Linked DNA regions of Mus musculus: all the other regions are linked to region 1. Evidence: chromatin contacts called from public Hi-C and HiChIP or PLAC-seq data. All regions are on one chromosome and are shown on one strand. The core of a region is the stretch at or near the end of the contact, and the rest is flanking DNA. Distances in the headings are between cores, read along the strand shown. Region 1 overlaps 2310039L15Rik (RIKEN cDNA 2310039L15 gene). Region 2 overlaps Cradd (CASP2 and RIPK1 domain containing adaptor with death domain). Region 3 overlaps Cradd (CASP2 and RIPK1 domain containing adaptor with death domain).

Region 1 (4,137 bases), core at 1,175-3,674:
CAGAAATCACTTAGTTCCCTTCTGCTACTCCATCTCTGGGCCTTGATGTGTCTTAAATCCATGGGGTTTACTCTGTACCAGAGTAGGGAGTTTGAGGCTAGCCTAGCTAGATGAACAGTGTGCAGTTGTTTTCTAAGTTATCTTCTGTTTTTATTTGTGTGTGTGTGTGTGTGTGTGTGTGTGTGTGTGTGTGTGTGTGTGTGAATAATTCTTAAGGAGTTCCAGACTTTTGAAAAAATATCACTGACAAAAAAAACCTCAAAATGACATCAACAGCAAAAAAGTTGGAGAAGTGACATACTCTTAGTAACATTCCATTTTGCTCTGAGTAAAAGATGAGGGCCGGGTATCATCTTTGATTGGTACAGTGTCGGAGGAGAGCAGTTCACATCAAAACTGAGAAGGAGATAATCCTAGAAGAAAGGAACATGCTTCAAGCAGAAGGCATTTAGAATAGGAACTAGCTGTTTGGTGTTTCTTCCTGGCTGTATCCAAGACTACTGAAAAGCTCTAACAAGCCTCCCTCTGAGTGAAGAGCTCGCTCTACATCCTCCTCCCAGTTTACTGTGAGCTGTCCTTTCTGATGCTGTCTTTATTGGGTCAAGGTTGTCTCTATCCAGTACTCTCCCCTGTCATTTCAGCTATGTTTACAGATCTTTCTCCTGGCAAAGGCAACAGTGCCACTTGAGAGAGCCTGGGCCATCAATTCTGTTAGCCTGCGTGTCACAGGAGCTGGTGGTGGCAAGGGCAACCGCAGCAGCAGCTGGGAGCTCCGAAAGAACAGCCAGCTGCTCACTGTCATTCCAGGGCTGGCTCATCATTTATCAGGCAAAGGGGAGCCTTGATGCCCTCCCTGCCTCATCCCTGTCCTGCTCCTGACGCAGGTGGAGGGGACCCAGCACCTTTCATCTCTGTGCCATTTGTCTTATTCTCTCCAGGGATGCTTTGTCAGGTCTTTGTATCAGACGTGGCCCAATGTCACACACAAAATGCAGGTCCACACAGAGGGGTTCCCACTCTGGCTTTCCTTGGCTCTCTCTCTCTCTCTCTCTCTCTCTCTCTCTCTCTCTCTCTCTCTCTCTTTCTCTCTCTCTGCTGAGTTTTCATAACTAAGATAACCTGCAACTCTAAGTAGTCAAGGTTGCCCTCAAATTCCTGATTAACCTACCTCTACTCCCCAAATTCCAGGATTACAGGTGTGTACCACCACCCCAGCTTTTTGTTGCTGTTTTGAGGCAGGATCTCATATAGCTCAAGCTAGTCTCAAACTCCCTATGTAGCCCAGGTTGTCCTTGAGATGCTAGTCCTACTTTCTCTTCCCAAACCCTGGGATTACAGGAGCTGAGTGACCATGCCGGGCCCAGATTTTCTTAATCCCAACTACAAGGTCAGCAAAAGCCAAAGGAAGAAGAAATGTTAGGTGTACTTGGATGTTCCTTCGCTCCTCCTCCCCTCCCCTCCCCTCCCCTCCCCTCCCCTCCCCTCCCCTATCCTTCCCCTCCCTCCCCTCCCCTTTCCTTCCCTCCCCTCCCCTCTCCTTCCCCTCCCTCCCTTCCCTTCCCTTTCCTCCCCTCCCCCCTTTCATCCCTTCTTCTCCCTTCCCTCCCTCCCCTCCCTCCTATTTCCCACCCTTCCCTCCCTTTCATCCCTCCCCTTTCTCTTCCCCTCCCTTCCCTTCCCTCCCTCCCCTTCCCTTCCCTCCTGTCTTCCTCTCCCTTCCTTACCTTTCTCTCCCCTCCCTTCCCTCATTCCCCTCCCCATCCCCTCCTTTCTCCTCCCTCTCAGCCCTCCCCTCCTCTCCCCTCCCCCTCCTCTGGAGTTCTTTCTAAGAACTGCTGGTTTCACAGTGTTCTTCTCTCTTATTCCAGAAAGCAATCAATCAAATCAAACCACACACACCAGGGGTCAGGACTTTAATCTCCCTCACAGAGGTTACTGAATATAATGGTGTGGAAAGAGAAGCCAGTTTTGGAATCTGGAAGGTACCATTCCAGCCGTGACTCCTCTTGCTGCCTGGGGACTTGGACAAATGAGAATAAAAGTATTAAGAGAAGCCTCATGGGAGTAATGTAAGAATTAAATGAGATTATGAAAATGCTATGAAACCTTTTTTAAAAAATTCACTTCCTAGTCTCTTTTAGGGGTTCTAAAGACTAGAAATGTCCACGAGATAGCAAAGCCACCGGATCCCACTAACCAAGTCTCATGAATTTCTTCTCCTAACAACAGTTCCTTCTGGAGTTCAGGCTTTAGTTCTTACTCATGTGTGCACACAAGGAAGCTAAGGTTTCCTGGCCTTAGGTAGACACTACACCCACAGAGACTCACCTACGGGATTTTAACCAGAACTGAAACAAGGACAGCAATGGAAATGCTAATGTAGACAGGGAAAGCCTCATCGCTACACAAAGAGCTACAGACAAGGGAGGAGAGCAGAGAGAGCCGAGAGGCAGAGAGAGAGCCTTCTCCAGGGAGGAGCGCGCTGACTGCTTGTCCAGGACCAGCCCTGAAACCATCAGACAAATGCATGCATTTGGGAAGGAGGACTATTGGTATATGATGTAATTATCTTGTGATCTCGAAAGCTAAGAGAAGTACTTTTAAAATGATTTTCTAGTCATTTAAAAAAAAGAGATCTTATTTTTATATTAAGTGTGTCTCCACGTGCACGTGAGTGCAGGTGCCTTCTGAGGCCAGAGATAGAGTATCTCCCTAGAGCTGGAGACCCAGATGGTTGGGAGCCATCTGGTGCGGGTGCTGGGAATTGAACTCGGGTCTTCTGCAAGATCAGTCCATACTCTTAACCACTGAGCCACCTCACCAGCCCCTCCTAGTCGTTTTTTGCATCGATGAAGAGCTATGTGACTGAAGTAAGGCAAATGGATCGTGGAAGTAGGTAGTATATATCTCTTAATGGGTCTGGATAAATTAATACCCCCAAACCTACTACGGAACATCATAGTTTGGTAACACAAAATTCTGGAGTACTGGTTGCTGACTTCTGTGATAGCATGCTTTCCTGTCACCAAGAGACCCCAGGATGCTTTTATACCCCACATTGCTGGCCAAGGAAAAGAACAAATTTTGAAAAAAAGAACAAATTTTGAAAAAGGTAGCACACTTCCCATTGAATGTGTCCCTTTTATCCCACCATGAAGTTGAGCCATGGTGGAGCGATTTGCAATACCCTTTGGTTGTTTGCATGGTGGTGCAGGAAAGTACCATGTATGACAAACAAAACAGAAGCCTGTCCCCCCCCCCCCCCAAGTGTGCTTGTTTTGTGTATGTATCCCTTTCTGCCTGCCGGAAGTGGTACCTTCCCCTCAGCGGTGAAGTATTCCTGGCTGATTTCAGGACTCAGCTCTGTACACCTTCAGAGAACGGCGGCTCATACTTAGGGTTAAATCTTTGTGCCATACTCTTAACACAATCTAAATATGCTTCCTTTGAAAAGCAACAGTTTTTCACCTGCAAAGATCATAGATGTTCAAAATGACTCCTAAGGTTTGGATATGGTTGCAGTGTGTTCCCCAAGAGGATGTAGGCTGGGAGCGGTAACCAGAGAAGATCCTCCTAAGCAGAAGCCCCTTCCTCTGGCTTTCTGTCTTGCCGTGTGATTTTTTTTTCTTCACCTTGTGCCATCACTGTGATGACGTTTGCCTGAGGGCCTCTTGAGGGCTGAGGTAATTCTAGTGTTATACCCTTCTTTTTTTTTTTTTTTTTCCTTCCTTAAGTAATTTGGCCTCGCACAACCTGGTGACCGCTGTCACCGCTAAGGAAATTGTGGCAGGTTGGGGGTTACCTCAAAGTTCGGCCGCGAGCTTGTCCTGGCGAGTGAGAACTTACTCCCGCACCGCCCTCTATGAGCTGCTGGGGTGTCCCCTCCACTCTCATACCCGACGCTTATCAATTCTGGGCAGAACCATCCTCCGTCCGTAGCAAGTATGACCGAGGTCTGCGCGGACCCGGTGTCAGGCTCTCTAAGATGCCTGTGGTCTATCCTAATCTGCCCCTGCCCTCCTCCTTATATGCCTCAGGCTCAGGGTGGCTCTCCTTGAGACCATGGCATTCTGTTCGACTTTGATGCCTTCTACCAGGCGCACCACGGACACCAGCTACCTAGAGATGTGCGTCTGT
Region 2 (4,137 bases), core at 1,224-3,723, 180 kb after region 1:
CCAGTACTCGGGAGGCAGAGGCAGGCAAATTTCTGAGTTTGAGGCCAGCCTGGTCTACAAAGTGAGTTCCAGGACAGCCAGGGCTATACAGAGAAACCCTGTCTCGAAAAACCAAAAGAAAAAAAAAGACTCTTAATGCTTAATTAGCCAATCAGATTTATGTATCAATAATATCACAATTTACAAGATGCCAATACAATAATTTTAGAGCCAATTGATAATGATAAAAGCTTTATCCTAGTATTGTGAAATCATAGCTACCTGTGGCTGGAAAACGCCATGCGGGTTCACGTCCACAGCCATCTTCCTTCTCCTACTCTGAGATGCTCCCTGTCTCTACAACTCTTAGCTCAGCCTCCCTTTTCCCTGTACAATCACAGGCCTCCCACTGCCCTAATGTGATTGGACAGGGAAAATCCTACAACATGTGATAAAACTGACCACTTGTCACACATCAAAACTACAGACGCAGGAACACAAAAGGGTGGGGCAGGGGATGCAGACTATCACTTGAGAATCAGGAAGATATGAGGCACCCTACAAAAGCAACAGAAATCAAGCATTGTGAGGGGCAGGGGGAGAGGGGCACAGTGTGTGTTCCAGAGTGTCACAGTCAGAGGGTTTCCCTTCAAGTGTTTATAATATTTTTCCTTGGTATTGTATTACATATTTAACTGCAGGTTGGGAGGGCAGTCAGGTCATCTTCCAATGTAACTAAAAGCAGGCGGTGGAGGAAAGCTCTTCTGCCACTTTGAATGTCATTGAGATTTAGCCACCTTCCTGCACAGCGTGTAAGGAGGGGTCCAGGTGGAACAGTGGACGACTTGATTTCATAAAATCGTTGCTGTTGATTTATTGGACAGCAGTAACATCTTCATTATTCAGATTGCCTCATGGTCCTTTTTAAGTTGCAGAACTGACAAATACTGAAATGGTCTTCGACACTGCTCTAGAGTCTTGGCAGCTGACGGTTCTGGAGTCGGAGACAAGGGCTGTGGGACCCACAGCTCTTCTTGCAGGGTCTTTTATCTTCTCGTTGAATCGGAAAATGAAGCAGGGGCTGGTGACTGTGGAGTACGCTAAGTAAACTGTGATGCAGCTGGCCAGCAAGTGTCATACAGATGCTGTGGCACATATGACCGCGCCTCACCCTTAGCACCGCTGCGGTCATCTTGGATGCTTAGAGTCCCTCTCAAACTTCCCTTGGCCTCTGTCTCTGGCACACTCCAGTTCCTCCACCTTTGCATATGCGGTTCCCTTAGGAGGGGCTGGACCACCCTCTTTACCCAGCATTCTCTTTTCAGGAGCTAGCTTTAGCTTCTTCGCTCCATGGCTCACATCCAGTTAGAGGTCCCCCTCCCCGCCCCCCGTAGAATGTCAGTGTCTGTACAGTGGCACAGTTACAGCCACACACACACTGGCACTCTTCAGAATCCTGTTTAGCAAGTGTAAGGTCAAGCTCTCCCCAGCACCTACTCCTACGCTGTAGGCTTGGCTGGGATGGTGAGACAGCTCGAATGGCTTCTAGTCTCTTCTCCCATCACATCTTGCCTCTATGGCTTGTTTTTTTCCTCAGGGAGAGGGGATGCTCTGGCTTCCTGCTTCTGTACCTTCTATTCTGGGCGATGTTTTATATTGAGGCTGCCAGGAGAGAGAAGCTGTCAGTTTGGCCTCGAGCCCCTCCCCACGACCCTTCAAGGGGAGCAGCACTCACAGCTTGGAGCAGCACACTGCTGGCCCCCAGGCTGGTATTGAGGGGAGTGGTTTTCAGCCAGAGCTCTTGATAAGATTTCTGACAAAAAGAGACAGGAGTTTAAAAAACAAAAACAAAAAAAACCTTGTGACAAAATAGTGTGTCCGTGAGCATGATACATGTTTGTCTGTCTATATACACAAGGAGGCAGAATTAAGCAACTATCCATGGATTTTTCTTCTTAGATCTTCTGCAGTGAACACTTTTAAGAGATGCTAAGCGGATGGCCTAGTTGGTCATCAAAGGGAGGAGAGGCCCTTGGTCTTGTGAAGATTCTATGCCCCAGTATAGAGGAATGCCAGGGCCAGGAAGCAGGAGTGGGTGGGTTGGGGAGCAGGGGTAGGGAGTAGGGGATAGGGGATTTTCGGAGAGGAAACTAGGAAAGGGGATAGCATTTGAAATGTAAATGAAGAAAACATTTAATTAAAAAAAAAAAACTGAAGGGGGGGGCGGTTTCAGCGGCACGCACGGTTCAGCCCACGAAACTGAGCAGTACAAAAAGACCGGAAATAGTCGCCTATCTGCCCCGCCCCATTCTCAAGTCTTCCCTATATGAGGTGCTTGCTTTATTCAATTTCCTGTTCTTTTCCTCCTCAGGTGACTGGATGGCCGGAATCCCCTCACACATCCTCAGCAGCTCGCCATCAGACCAGCAGATTAACCAGCTGGCTCAGAGGCTAGGCCCGGAGTGGGAGCCCGTGGTCCTGTCTCTGGGACTGTCCCAGACCGACATCTACCGCTGCAAGGCCAACCATCCCCACAACGTGCATTCGCAGGTGGTGGAGGCCTTTGTCCGCTGGCGCCAGCGTTTTGGGAAGCAGGCCACCTTCCTAAGCTTACACAAGGGCCTCCAGGCAGTGGAGGCTGATCCCTCCCTGCTCCAGCACATGCTGGAGTGACCTGACCCCCCCCCGCGCCCCCCCCCCACTTGCTGTGGGGGTGGTGGGGCGTGGGTTCCCAAGTCACACTGGCTGAACCGGACTTTTCTCAGCAGGTGGCTTTGTTCTGGGCTTTTCAGTGATCTGTTTACGGAAAGAGATCGTCCACCACTCACTCAACCATCGATTGGCTTTAATTGCTTGAAGACTGCGCTGTTGTAACTATGGTTTGGAACTTTGTGGCTGGCCTTTAACAGGAGGCCAGAAAAAACACAACACCCACCCTACCCAACCCCCCAAAAAATCATGCTACAGCATCGAATGCAGGTGTCCTGCATACAAGGCAGCTACACTTGTGTTGCCTGGAGACTGGATTGTGCATTTAGCTCTTCATAATGGTGATGATAATAAAAAAGCAAATTGTGATATAGAATGTGCCTCTTTCAATGAGAGAGTATTATATCACACACACACACACACACACACACACACATACACACACACACACCACTCTTCTGTTGCATAGACGGAGGGTGTAAAAATATGGGAGTGGAGCAAGATTGATAGCAGTCATGTGACGACGGAGATAAATAACTCAGGCAGGATGTATAGATTAAGCATGAGACACCGAAGCTCCCTGCAGAGGCCAGGGAGAGAACGGAAGACCTTCATCTTAACAAATTGTATGAGGAGTCTCTGTCCATTTGTTAAAGGCATTGGATCAGAGACAAGAGGGCTCAGTGTTTCTCTTGAGGCCTGAATGGCTGAAGGCGGTGAGTTCCCGAGGGGCGTCATGGGTTGTCCAGCCTTTCATTAACTGCACATAGTGTTAGCCAGACAGGTGTACGTGTTTGTCATCCCATCTAAGAGACTGAAGCAGGAGGATCACCTGTACATGACTGCTTCTTTCAACATTTTAAAATGTGTAACTTCTATTAAATTCTCTCAGTGCAAATAAAGTGCGTGTCCATTGTGTCCTTTCAAAAACCTAACAATAGATAAGATGAGGAGAAGCAAGAGTCTCCTTGTACTCCCCGCAGTCAGTCAGCTTTGCTCTGCTCTGCCGTCAGTTTCTTAGTTAAGCCCGCCCGCACATCCCTTCTGCAGCTGGAGCAGGATTGCCCTGTAAGGCTCTTTAACACTTGGCTTCCTTGCCTTAACACATAGCACTTGTTCCAATGCCAAAGGCCTTTACAACATCCTTTGCTCTTAGAGCACACTTGCAAGAGCTATCGTTTTGGCAGCACCTTTAAAGAGATTGAAGGCACTCAGCTTCTAAGTCTACCAACTGCTTTCCCCATCAAGAAGTTCGCTGGCATTGCAGTTCTTGCTTGACACACCCATAACCCCACCCCACCCAGAACCAATCCGAGCAAACTATTGTTCACTGCCTGCACTGTGCACCTTGCATCCTCACAAAGCTTAGCATGTCTGCATTCTGAGTTTTGTCCCTTGCCCCAAGATGTCCTCTCCACTGTACTACATCTAATTACCGCTGTGTTTCTT
Region 3 (4,137 bases), core at 591-3,090, 140 kb after region 1:
TGTTCAGATCTAGATTGAGCACAACCATAACAATCATGTAAATACAGTGTATGACAGTGCACTTACCATCCAGCCTACCATATTTGTCCTCACATATTCTTCAGTCACATGCAGAAACACTGGAAGGAGCATAGTACACTACTCTGCTTCTATTTTTAGAAAGATGAGACCTCGGGCTGGAGAGATGGCTCAGTGGTTAAGAACACTGACTGTTCTTCCAGAGGTCCTGAGTTCAATTCCCAGCAACCACATGGTGGCTCACAATCATCTGTAATGGGAGGGATCCGATGCCCTGTTTCGGTGTGTCTGAAGAGATCAACAGTATACTCGCATACATAAAATAAATAAATCTTTAAAAGAAAAAAAAAAAAAAAGAAAGATGAGTCCTCTATTGAAAATATACATGCCCAGACACCTTTGAAAGTTATTTTCAATTGGCAAATTATTCTGGGTGCTTTCTCCATGAGAAGGAGTTTTAAAATGTGTATTTGTTAAGCTTAGCGTTGTTAGGAGTAATGAGGCTACATCTCACAAGTATAAGTGGGATGTGCTCTGCTAGTCCTGCAAGTAACTAAGATGACTCTGTTATCTGATTTTCATTTTCTTTAACATCAAATTGAAAATAAAAACTGTGTCCACTCCAGCAGGTCCTGAATGTGAGTCGCCCCTAGCTATAAATGGCCCACTATGTGATCTCTATTTTCCTCAGCTTATTGGTTCCTTGACTGGCGGGCTAGATCTCAAAGAGATAAGGCTTTCTGGGCTCAAGTTGCTCACTGCAGTCACATGACTTGTCTGAAACCAGAGTTCTCACCGTCCACGGTGGACTTGTTGTTGTTGTTGTTGTTTTGTTTTGATTTATATTGGTCACTCATTGCAAGCCAGAGTTATCTGGGAAGGGAAACCCAGATTAAGAAAATGCCTCCAGCCGCGCATGGTGGCGCACACCTTTAATCCCAGCACTCGGGAGGCAAAGGCAGGAGGATTTCTGAGTTTAAGGCCAGCCTGGTCTACAAAGTGAGTTCCAGGACAGCCAGGGCTATACAGAGAAACCCTGTCTCGAGAAACCCTGTCTCGAGAAACCCAAAAAAAAAAAAAAAAAAAAAAGAAGAAGAAGAAAGAAAGAAAGAAAGAAAGAAAGAAAGAAAGAGAAAATGCCTCTATCAGATTAACCTGTGGGAAAGTCCGTGGGTCATTTTCTTGATTAATGGTTGATGTGGGAGGGCCCAGGTGACTATGGGTGGTGACACCCCTGGGCAGGTGGTCCTGGGCAAGCCAGTAAGCCGGATTCCTTTCTGACCTCTGCTTCAGTTCCTGCCTCTAGGTTCCTACCTAGAGTCCCTGCCCTGGCTTCCCTCAGTGATGAAAGTATCCTGAGAACCGAAAGGTGAAACGGGCCTTTCCTCCTCACTGTGTCTCGTCACACTGACGGCAACCTGAGAAAATAAGGACATTGTTTTACTCTCAGCATCGTGTGTGGAGTCAGAGGAGGCAGGACATGTGAGGACACTGAGAACCATGGGAACTGGGCCTTGTCATTGACCCCATGAGACTGAAGACTCGCTTTCCTGCAGCCTCCCTTCACAGCGGAGGCCACGGCTCTCCACTCCTTCCTTCTGTGGCTTCCTTGTATGTCAGAGACCACGGTGGCCATTCCTTTTTATTTTTCTACCCAGCCCCTGTTGTCCAATCCCTGTGTCAACAGAGAGTGTCCTTTCTTCCCAGAAGTGCCTCAGTACTTTTCCAGGAAGCTGCGTGTTCCCTCCAAGCCGAAGCTGAGCAATGCCTGGCGTGGTCATTTGTTTTCAGAGTCGCTGGCTTGTCACTAGAGTCAGCTAGAAAGTGCGAGGTGCCTGCTCAGGCCAAGGCCAGCACTGCTTTCCCCAGACTCACTGAGTGTGCGCAGCCTCGATACAGCAGGCCCTACGCTAGTCAGAAAGAATTGGAAAATGGGTGAGGCCGGTTACTTGTTGGTAATTTGAGACAGAAAGAACTGATTGGCTTGGGAAATTATAGAAAATGACTAAGGCACACAGCCAAAATTAAAATATCAAGTACACATTTTACTTTAAAAAAAAAAGGTTTTAAACTTTAAAGTATACCACCAGTTCCTAGGGATAAGGATGGAGGTCGGTGGGAGGGAGGAGGGAGACTGAGAGGCCAGCCTGAGCTGGTCAGAGGAGCTCCGTGGATTACCTCGTGTCCTTGCTAGCTCCCAGCTGGAAAACAGCATTGGATTGCCCACATTATGTCAGATGCCTCGGTGAACTTGGCTAAAACTCTGTATCTTCAGCATTCTAGACAGGAAGGAATTTTGTAGGAGAGATGTTTATAGAAAATAATACTGTAGAAAGACAAAGCCAAGATAGTCCAAGTTATTATATTGTCGTTGTCGTCGTCGTTGTTGTTGTTATTGTTATCTCTTTCACAAATCCCGTGTGGGGCTTTCTAAGTAGAGATCTTACAGTAAATAAAAGTAGTCGGAACTGTTTGGAAGGAACACCCTGAGCCTGAGCCTGCGCCGCTTCCTGTCTCCCCCACCGCTCTGTGGCTCTGCCCTCTACTGGAGTTTTCTTTGAAGAGTCATAAGCAGCTGGAGATGGATGCTGCCCGAGCGAAGGATGTTGTGGAAGCTGACCCAAGGCCACAGAGTTGTAGCCCATTTGAGGAACACTTTACGACTGCGGCTCCTGTAGAGCTCCTCTGGTTAGACAGTGCGCAGGATCCCTCCCAGGAACCAATGGCACTCCTGTCTCCTCCTCATCTCCCAGAAGCAAAGAGGTCAGCTCGAAGTACAGCTCCGCCAGGCGTGGCCTAAATACTGTGTGGGGGTTCACTTTGGCTCATCTGGAATTTCATGCTACCATATCCTGACTTCGAGTCTCTGCTTCTTTGGAAATAGTGAGGGCTTCACCCATTCTTTTTCTAGTTATTCAGAAAAATGAAATCTGTGGTTTAGTTCACCAACTGTCTTTTAGTCAAGAGATACTTGTGCCAGAAAAAAATCAAAGTACTTGAAGTTTGAAAAAGCAATGTGGTTTGTCAGGCTTAGTCACTATCTTTAACTTTACCCTGACCATATTGGCTCTTAGGTTCCAAATTTTGGCTAGAAGTGAATTTCTTATGATAAGAATGATATCCTGAATGGAAAGAGGTCAATTAACAGTAATTATTATCAGCAGCTCCTCAAATAAAAAGCATTGAATACATTCTATGTACATTCATGCACACACCCTCACTAGTCCTACAAATAACTGATCATAGCTTTCCTCTTCCGCCACTTCCTCCTCCTCCTCCTCCTCCTCCTCCTCCTCCCCCATCTCTGTCTTTATTCAAACATGGGGATCCCAGCTACCATAGGAACTTTTTGGAGAGGACTTATAAAATACAATGTTATATGAATAGATTTTCGTCGTTATGGAAACTAATATGGAAATCCTCCGAAAACTAAAACAATGTGGCCCCACTATTGGGAAATGAAATAGGTGGGTTGAGCAGATGTCTGCATTCACAGTGTCATTCTGAATAGCCAAGAGATGAAACTGACTTTAGAGACTGTCAGATGAATGGATAAAGGATGCACATACACACATTGTTAAGAGATGTAAGCCAGGCACAGAAAGATGACTGTCTCATGATTCCGCTAATATGTGAAATAGAGATCATAGAAGCCAGAGTAGAATGGTGGATACTGGGGGCCAGGAAGAGGGCTATGCTGGGAAGATACTGGTCCAACGATACAAAGTTTCTGAGAGACAAGAGGACACAGCATGGTGTTTAATAGTTAACAATGCAACATTTATTTTAAAACTTCAGAGAACAGACTTCAAATGTTAACACCACAAAACTATAAGTATGTGAGGTGATATTCAATGAATACATTTATTAGACTATAGTATTTTCTTGTAATTCTATTGTTATTTTATATTAATAATAAAAATTAATATTATGTTATTTCAAAATAGAAAGAGAGAGGAAAGTAATGCTGGTAGTTTTTTCTGTCTCAAGGCTAACTTCAGAAACAAATGAGACTTTCACTCAGACTGGTTGAATTTCTTCACTTATCTTTGTTTCTCTGCGTTAATTTGTAATAGTTTGAGATTCTGATAAGAAGTTTAATTTTAGATTAGAAATACT

The links. A called contact is a pair of places that touch in the nucleus more often than the background predicts. HiChIP or PLAC-seq counts read pairs in DNA pulled down with a chosen protein or histone mark.
Region 2: a Hi-C map of embryonic stem cells shows a contact between it and region 1, with 2.8 times the contacts expected there. The contact joins two enhancer-like sites. A contact is called at or near these places in 8 of 484 Hi-C or Micro-C datasets (the N1E-115 cell line, bone marrow-derived macrophages, embryonic stem cells and 1 more) and 1 of 9 other capture datasets (embryonic stem cells).
Region 3: an H3K27ac HiChIP or PLAC-seq map of embryonic stem cells shows a contact between it and region 1, with 10 read pairs. The contact joins two enhancer-like sites. A contact is called at or near these places in 2 of 484 Hi-C or Micro-C datasets (bone marrow-derived macrophages and embryonic stem cells) and 1 of 115 datasets of contacts at active chromatin or transcription factors (embryonic stem cells).

The regions. Positions count from the first base shown.
Region 1 is chr10:95,352,523-95,356,659 of GRCm38.p6, reverse strand. The region is part of intron 1 of 2310039L15Rik (RIKEN cDNA 2310039L15 gene); the gene reads right to left. Among named protein-coding and RNA genes, the nearest start is that of 2310039L15Rik, 18 kb to the right of the region's middle. Within about 2 kb of position 2,424, at least 17 of the 459 cell types and tissues checked have an H3K27ac peak or open chromatin away from gene starts, as enhancers often do. A contact at or near this core is called in embryonic stem cells, where this site is marked.
Region 2 is chr10:95,174,192-95,178,328 of GRCm38.p6, reverse strand. Cradd (CASP2 and RIPK1 domain containing adaptor with death domain) reads left to right here. Exons shown (of 3, transcript NM_001330138.1): 3 at 2,351-3,590. The coding sequence ends at 2,652. Among named protein-coding and RNA genes, the nearest start is that of Gm29684, 30 kb to the right of the region's middle. Within about 2 kb of position 2,473, at least 26 of the 459 cell types and tissues checked have an H3K27ac peak or open chromatin away from gene starts, as enhancers often do. A contact at or near this core is called in embryonic stem cells, where this site is marked.
Region 3 is chr10:95,216,569-95,220,705 of GRCm38.p6, reverse strand. The region is part of intron 2 of Cradd (CASP2 and RIPK1 domain containing adaptor with death domain); the gene reads left to right. Among named protein-coding and RNA genes, the nearest start is that of Gm29684, 73 kb to the right of the region's middle. Within about 2 kb of position 1,840, at least 52 of the 459 cell types and tissues checked have an H3K27ac peak or open chromatin away from gene starts, as enhancers often do. A contact at or near this core is called in embryonic stem cells, where this site is marked.